Linked DNA regions of Mus musculus: region 2 is linked to region 1. The links are chromatin contacts, called in public Hi-C maps. All regions are on one chromosome and are shown on one strand. Each heading gives the region's core, a stretch centred on a gene start, on an enhancer-like site or on the middle of the called end of the contact. The rest is flanking DNA. Distances are from core to core; before and after follow the strand shown. Region 1 overlaps Trappc9 (trafficking protein particle complex 9). Region 2 overlaps Trappc9 (trafficking protein particle complex 9).

What was found. Hi-C and Micro-C count contacts between places; a contact is called where the count stands out from the background.
Region 2: a Hi-C map of the N1E-115 cell line shows a contact between it and region 1, with 2.4 times the contacts expected there. The contact joins two enhancer-like sites. A contact is called at or near these places in 1 of 15 datasets of contacts at CTCF or cohesin (pro-B cells) and 3 of 484 Hi-C or Micro-C datasets (the C10 cell line, the N1E-115 cell line and nephron progenitors).

What each region holds. Positions count from the first base shown.
Region 1 is chr15:72,604,769-72,608,548 of GRCm38.p6, forward strand. The region is part of intron 20 of Trappc9 (trafficking protein particle complex 9); the gene reads right to left. Among named protein-coding and RNA genes, the nearest start is that of Kcnk9, 59 kb to the left of the region's middle. Within about 2 kb of position 2,528, at least 9 of the 459 cell types and tissues checked have an H3K27ac peak or open chromatin away from gene starts, as enhancers often do. A contact at or near this core is called in the N1E-115 cell line, where this site is marked.
Region 2 is chr15:72,863,967-72,867,708 of GRCm38.p6, forward strand. The region is part of intron 16 of Trappc9 (trafficking protein particle complex 9); the gene reads right to left. Among named protein-coding and RNA genes, the nearest start is that of Gm41343, 34 kb to the left of the region's middle. Within about 2 kb of position 1,720, at least 86 of the 459 cell types and tissues checked have an H3K27ac peak or open chromatin away from gene starts, as enhancers often do. A contact at or near this core is called in the N1E-115 cell line, where this site is marked.

The sequences.
Region 1 (3,780 bases), core at 1,278-3,777:
GCCATCAGACAACGCAGCAGTAACTTAGACTGGGCATTTTTATCATCTGGGTGAGTTGGAAGCTCTGAGATTGAGTGGAAGGAGGCATACAGTCCTAGTTGCCGTCAGCAGTGAGATCAGAGGCATGCACAGGGGAGGAAAGAGTGGCTTAGGACAGAAAAGATTTTTCTATCTATCTAAGTAACCCCAAACCCAGTTACAGCCACAAGAGGGATGAACCAACCAGTCATTCTCAGACATGCAATGGCCAACACATCAAAGTCACCCAACAGTGTGATGGAATGTTTGCCATAGTTCTCTTTGTCCCATGAGGCTTTGGGTAACCCATTCAATCAACTCCCGTGGCTCAAGGCACCAGTAGCATAGATGGAGAAAGTGAAATAAAACTTCCCTCATCGCCAGGTTCTGTTCAGGCTGGTCCCCACGAAAAGGGAGGGTTGGAGTGCTGCAATTCTGTGTAAGAGGAACCAGTGGAGAACTCGGGCAAGTGTAGCACAGGCTGGGGAGTGGCAGAAAATTCCAGAGGGAGGAGAGTTGAGCCATGACACAGTGGGAGAAAGGACGGTGGAAGCTATGGAAAAGGTGGTCTTTCTGGTAGGTTCAAATCTTGGATGGGGACTAGGGAAATGACGTCAACCAGTAAGCATAGGGCAAAATGGCAAGCCTGTCTAGTAATCAAAGAACACACACGGAAAGGCTGCAGAGCCATCTTTTAAGGCTGAGGAGCCTGTCACAGAGTTTAAAGGGAAACAAATGCTATTGCCGGAAAGAGTCAAGGGGACTTAGGTTTTCACACATGGCTGCTTGGAGACTAAGGGCTGGAAGATTCATGGAGGTTGGTCTTGTAATAAGCAGAGCAGCCAATGGCCTTGGAGAATACACATGGCCTTTTCCTTGGCAATTTCACTTCTGGAAGGTTTGTAATATGGGCTGGCTTTGGCTATAACATGGAGAATCTAGAAACTACAGAGCACAGAGGGGTGGGCTGAATTTTTTTAAAAAATGAAGCATTAACACAGCAGACTACTACACCGTCATTACAAACCCTGACTTAGATATGCCCTCTATATGCAGGAACATGATGACATCAGTGAGTGATGACAGATGGCATCTGGGCTCTGCTTGAGACACCTGTCCAGAAGAGAGCCTATAGCAACATACCTATTCCTTAATAGCCACTGCCTTGGACTGTGGGGATCTCTGAAGATTCTATTTCTTCTTCACCTTACTACAATTAATTTTTCTACAATAAACATAGATTAATTTGTTAGCAGAGGTTACCTAACTCACCTCTAATCTGTGTTATTTACAGTAAATATTTACTAATACATACAGGTGGATGGGACCATGTTTATGTTGAAGCTTTAATGCCTTGTACTTGAAAAGAGGGAGTGCCTAGTGTGGGGCCTTCAAATGCGTCATTGCAGGGCCCAGGGCATAAAGCACAAACATGAGGATGAAGTTCTAATTCCAAAAACCCACATAAAGCCAAATGCTATGGTGTGCATATTTGTGATTCCAGCACTCCTAAGGGGACATGAGGGGGAGACACAGCAGAATCCCTGGAAGCCAGCTAGCCTGCTGTGCATAGCAGAAGACAAGAGACCCTGTCTCAAATAAAGCAAAAGGGACAGACACCTAGGCTATTCTCTGAGTTCTTCATTTGTCCTGAGCATATGTGTGCACAGTAATATACACAGTTAACACACAAACACATACGTACGTACGTACGTACACACACACACACACACACACACACACAGGGAGAGAGACAGAGAGACAGACAGAGAGACCGATACAAAGAGAGAATGCCCTGGATAGACAGGTCCTGATCCTATGTGACCTGTTATCTTTATGAGAGTGGGAAAACAAGACTCAGACATACACACAGCCATGTGCAGACACCTTGATCATGATGTCTGGTCTCTAGCACTGAGAGAGAAGAGAGGCCTCTTCTCTGTGGGGATCTCTCTCAGCTGTCATCTGGCAGGCTGAATAGGTATATTACATTCAATAGTTTATTTGCGTGTGCTAATTTTAAGAATAAAGCTAAAGTTACAATTAAATAATGTGATAAATACTCGAAGGCTCAAAATTGAAGAAAGATTCTGTAACACCTTGGGGGAAAAGGGAAGGACAAATATATAAAGTATTCGTCATATTTTAAGTAGAGGGTGAGATACTCTCGTAATGGTATTTTGTTAGTAAAAGAATTAATTTTTTAAAAAATAAATATACAAAATACATTCCTCCAATATATACAGAAGAGTATCTCTAGGTAGCAGGCAGAATGCTGGCCACTGGGACTCCAGTGGGAATCCTGACAGTTCTGTGGCCCCTGGACATTTAGAGGACCATCTACAGCATTCATGAAGCAAACTCCATATGCTAGCCTACTCCTGTCTGTGTCTCTGCAGATGTCTAGACCCAGGCCCTAGATCTCCTATCGTTCAGCCCTGCAGTGTCCTGCAGTCAGAATTTCCTCCTGGCAATGATTGGGACAGCTGCCCGGGTTGGGTGAGCAGGAAGATGACTCAGCTAATGGTGACAGCCCTTTAGAGGAAACTTAATTATTCTATAGCCTGGCCCAGAGGGAGAGAAGGGTGCTGGCGGCCTAAACGTGGCTAATGGCGATCGATTCGCCCTGCCAATCTTCTGGGCTATTTATAGCTTGCTTATAAAGTCACTTGGGATCCTAATAGAAAGGCATCATTTATCAAACCAAATAGTGTGTGTGTGTGTGTGTGTGTGTGTGTGTGTGTGTGTGTGTGTGTGTGTTAGTGAGTGCCACCTGTGTGCATGCCTGGCAGGTTAGCACACCAAAAACAAGCTGGCACATGGGCACGAGAAGCCATGATGAGAAAGAGAGGCCCTAGCAGAGCACTGGGGGCTGGTGCTGTGGAAGGGACAATATCACCCCTCCACAGGCCTAGCACTGTCCGCAGAACAGGAAATGGAAGCTCAGAGCTTAGTAACCAGCCATAGGTGCCCAGCCGGGTGGATGGGCATGCCCACCATTTCTTGCTTCAGAAGAAGCCAAGGATATGTCTTTTTCCAGAATAAACTCTATGCCCTTCAGGGTCTAAGGGGACAGATCAGTCCCTGTCTGAGACAAGGCACAGCACCAGGAGTGGGAAAACATTTTGACACAGTTGTAGCTCTGGTTCTTGGGAGAATGTAATGCAGAGGGAGGTTTGGTATGAGGCTATAACCATGCAGCCTGGTCCAGGTTGTTAATGAGCTGACACTCCAAATCCTGTTATTCCACCTTCTCGACAGCCTCCTCCTGAGCTCCACACCCGGGAGGGATACTGTCCATACTGTCATAGGCCCCCAAGTGTCTGTCCAGAGGGTCACCCTTCTGAGCATCCCTTGCCCATGTCCCTGATGAAAAGCAGAGTCTTGAGAGCCACAGGGGAGCCTCTGCATGTCTGTGTGTATCTCTGCATGGTGGCTGTGTATATCTCTGCATGGTGGCTGTGTGTATCTCTGCATGGTGGCTGTGTGTATCTCTGCATGCCTGCATGTATCTCTGCATGGTGGCTGTGTGTATCTCTGCATGGTGGCTGTGTGTATCTCTGCATGGTGGCTGTGTGTATCTCTGCATGCCTGTGTGTATCCCTGCATGGCTTTGTGTATCTTTGCATGGTGGCTGTGTTTATCTCTGCATGGTGGCTGTGTGTATCTCTGCATGATGGCTGTGTGTATCTCTGCATGCCTGCATGTATCTCTGCATGCCTGTGTGTATCCCTGCATGACTGTGTGTATCTTTGCATGGTG
Region 2 (3,742 bases), core at 470-2,969, 260 kb after region 1:
GCTGTGTGGTGGCTTTCTGAGTGTGGAGTGTTCACTGTGTCCCTTCGTGTGTGTCCAGTGCTCAGAGGAGCATCCTGGCTCTGTCAGGTGCAGCTCTTACTATCCCTGACTCATAGAGGAGGAAGCTGAGGAGCAGAGGTGCCGATGGCTTATCTCCTGGCTAATGGCTGACCAGCTGCACAGTGCAGGAACCTTGTATCTCAAGCAAAGCATGAACCTGAACAACTCTGTCCTCCCCTCAGAACTAAGCCAGAGCTTAGGCACTTTGCATATGCTACCTCTGCTTACACAGCAGCGAGGGAAATCCGATCTGGTCCTGACCCACAGAAGCTGTAGCGCAAAGAGATCACGTGGCTTGCCTTAGATGACAAGGCTAAAGAGCAGTAGGCAATCTGCTCTCGGGTCCTCACTGTCCGAAATGCAACATCATTCAGTGGGGCCATATATAGCCACACTAGACACAGCGATCTGAACCGGGCAAGGTTAAGCCTCAGAAGGACAGAGAGAGGAGGAGAGGAAGCACGAAGAAACACAGAAACAGTGCACACATCATGGGATAGGCTGCCATGATGGTCACAGCAACCACACACACAGAGCCTAGAAGGCCTTCCTGACATCTAAGCCTGGCATCCTCGAATCTGAGGTAAAGGCGTTGGGTGATGTGCCTTCTCTGGACTGAGCCACACCCCAATCCTATGCACACCACAAGGATAGCAGCTAGGCCACAACACCACCTATCTGCAGTGAGCTGCAACCTCTCTCGTTAGACACACACTTGTACCACACGGCGCTGTACTGGACCAGCAGGATCCAGAGGAAACACAACAGTGCAAATTTCCAGTTTCCTGTGTTAAGAAAAATCAAATGAACCCTGCAGAGACAGCCATGGCCCACTGCACCTCTCTATACATGCATCTGATCCCCAGTCACATGGCTCCTCTGGGCTCCCCAGGGGACCAGCTGCTCTGCTTCTGTGCTGTCCCAAGAACCCTGACAGAGGCTGGTAGTGAATCTTCACTGCTGTACTCCTTGCCAGAGTCTCAGTTCCTTAAAGATAGTCCCTAACTCACTTGATTTGCATTCCCAGAGCTAAGTCCAGTCCTTAATAGGTAGGCAGTCAATGAATATTTAATGAATGAGTAAGAATCAGAGGCTACATTGTAGTGCACTATCATTACAAAATAATTAAATGGGGAGGGTGTTTAATATAATGGAGTTCTGCAAGAGACAGCAATGGCACCCACAGTGCAGTATGACCATTTCATGCCACTTGGCTGCACACTTAAATGTGGTGATGGGTAAATCTGGTATTATGGGTATTGTAACCACAATGTCTCCAGAATTTTATCCAACTCTTAAAATATTTTTAGTTAACATACAAAATCATGGGTTTCACTATAACATCTTCACACAGAATCATCATGTCTTACTCAGATTTGCCTGAGTGTCTCCTTACAGCACAAAGGAGTGGCCTGTCTCACAGTGGCTGCCTTCCTAGCTTGGGCTGATGGCTCCACTCTCTTCCAGTGCCCACAGTGGAGAGGAAGCAGCCCCAGCTCGTGGGTGTCAGACCCTCTGGGTGTTGCTGCCTCTCTACCACCCTGCAGACTCTAAGCCTCATCGGATGCCATTTTAGCACCAAATCAAGCACCAAATGAGCGGTGGCTTTGCTGGGGGGGAAACGGCAGGAAGGATGTGGGCGGCAGGATGCGGGGACAGCAAATGCTTAAATGAAAGTCAACCCCAAGGGACTTGTCTGAGTCCTGAAAACCAGATGGGTCTGGCTATCTATACAGAATGCACCAAGCTTTGCCGTTAGTCATTATGGCCCCGCCTTCAATAAATCTCCTTTCAAGGATTGGAGAAGGGGGCACTCAGATTATAATTACCAATTCAGACCTCTCAGAATGGAGAAGGTTGGTGCAAAAACCTATTAACTCTGGGTCAAGAAGAAACAGGCAAAAAGAGAGCTGACTTGGAAATTACGGCAGGGTGGGGGTGGGGGTGAGTAAAAAAAGAGGACGTAGGATTAATTTTAGGATTAATTAACAAGTGCAAAGAAATTTTGAGAAACTAAAAATACCTTAACAAAAAGCAGAGCAGCTAACTTAAATTCTTAATGAACACAACAAATGGAGAAGTGAGGGAGGACGCACCCTTTAAATATCCCTCATCAAGGTCTGTGGCAGCACAGTTACCTCACATGCACATCTCAGGGCGCAGGGCTCGTGAGCCAGAGGCTCCAAGCAGCAGCGACGACGGGGACTCAGCCACACACTTCTAAAACTCCCCTCTCCTAACTTTCGAAACCAAACTTCAGTGAGTGGCTTTGCTTCGTGCTTAGCTTCTTCATCCCGGTGACCATTCAACACATAAAGCGTCTTTTGCCTATGAAACTTCTAGTAACCCGGTCAGGTCATAAAATACCACACTGGTAAATTCAGCAAACTCTTTACACGTTCCCCTCCCTAGATTGTGCTGTTTCTACGGACTGTCCTTTGCTTTCTGTAATGTCTTTTTCGTCTTTGGTCTCTCCCAAGCATCTTTGCAAGTCCTCCGATACAGGGGTCAGCAAAATTGCAGCAGTAGCCCCGTTTCCTGTTCCAGAGTCTCCTTTGAGTGGCTGCCTCAGTTTAGGGAAACTTCCCTTATCAAGGATAGCAGTTCTATGTCTACTTCTGGCTCACACTCATTTAGACAGCAGCCACTGCCCTCTAAGACCTGCCTGGGTAGCACGGCAGCTGCAGACAGCTGCAGAATGAGCACATCCACCATGCCCCGCCCTCCAGAGCCACCAGATGAAAACAGAATCTCCCCTGCCTTGGCCTAATGGTCCCTAAGACCTGTCAATCACATTGCCACAACCTTCTTCTGCCCCACTCCAAACCATTCCAAGCACAAAGTTCAAGTTCATGTCTTGTCTCAGCTTTCCCAACAGCAGGTTCCAGTCTCCTCCCTGCAGTCTGCTGTAAGTGCAACCGTAATTCTGGGGCGTGAAGACTACAAAGCCTCCGTCAGTCTGGCCCTGGTGGCAGCCTTCAGGTCACATTGTAAGTGTGAGTACAGTATGAACTGAGTGCTGGAAGTAGTCTCCAGTGCTTCAAGTCTGGGCATGAACGCTTCTACTATTCTCATCTGACGGATGAGGAAAGCAAAGTCTGGGGAGTGGAAAGAATTTCCTGAGTTAACGTGACCTTTGGTAACAGCTTCAGCATCCACAAAAGTGACCTGCCTGGAAACTGCGTTCTCTGCTCCCCTGATGCCCTTGTCGTCCACTGCCGTAGCCTCGTACCGCGTCTCCTGCTTCTCCTGGACCAGTGCTCACCACCACAGCATCTGACCAGACCACTCCCCTTCTGCAGCTTATCTTGTTTTGGTTGCTTCTCTGTGCAACCCCAGTGCCTGCAGCGTAGGCTCGCTCTTCCCTGGAAGTCTTGGTGGACACACCATGGGTCTCCATTGTGAAAGCCACCTTCACTCATGCATGCTGACTGGGGACCAGCGTGGTTAGAACAGAAACCTCAAGTGATGAGTCCCCATCTTGTTGTCTAGTAGACAAGATAGAGCACAGACCAGAATGAACCCCCGAGTGTGCTTCAGGCTAATGGCTCCATTCCTGAGGGGGCCAGCAGATACCCATAGCAAGGACAATGACCCCAGCTTTTAATTAGCACTTACAAGAAAGCTTCCTGCTGCAAACATATCCTTCCTCTCAGTCTGTGAGGTGAAAAATCAGAATGTC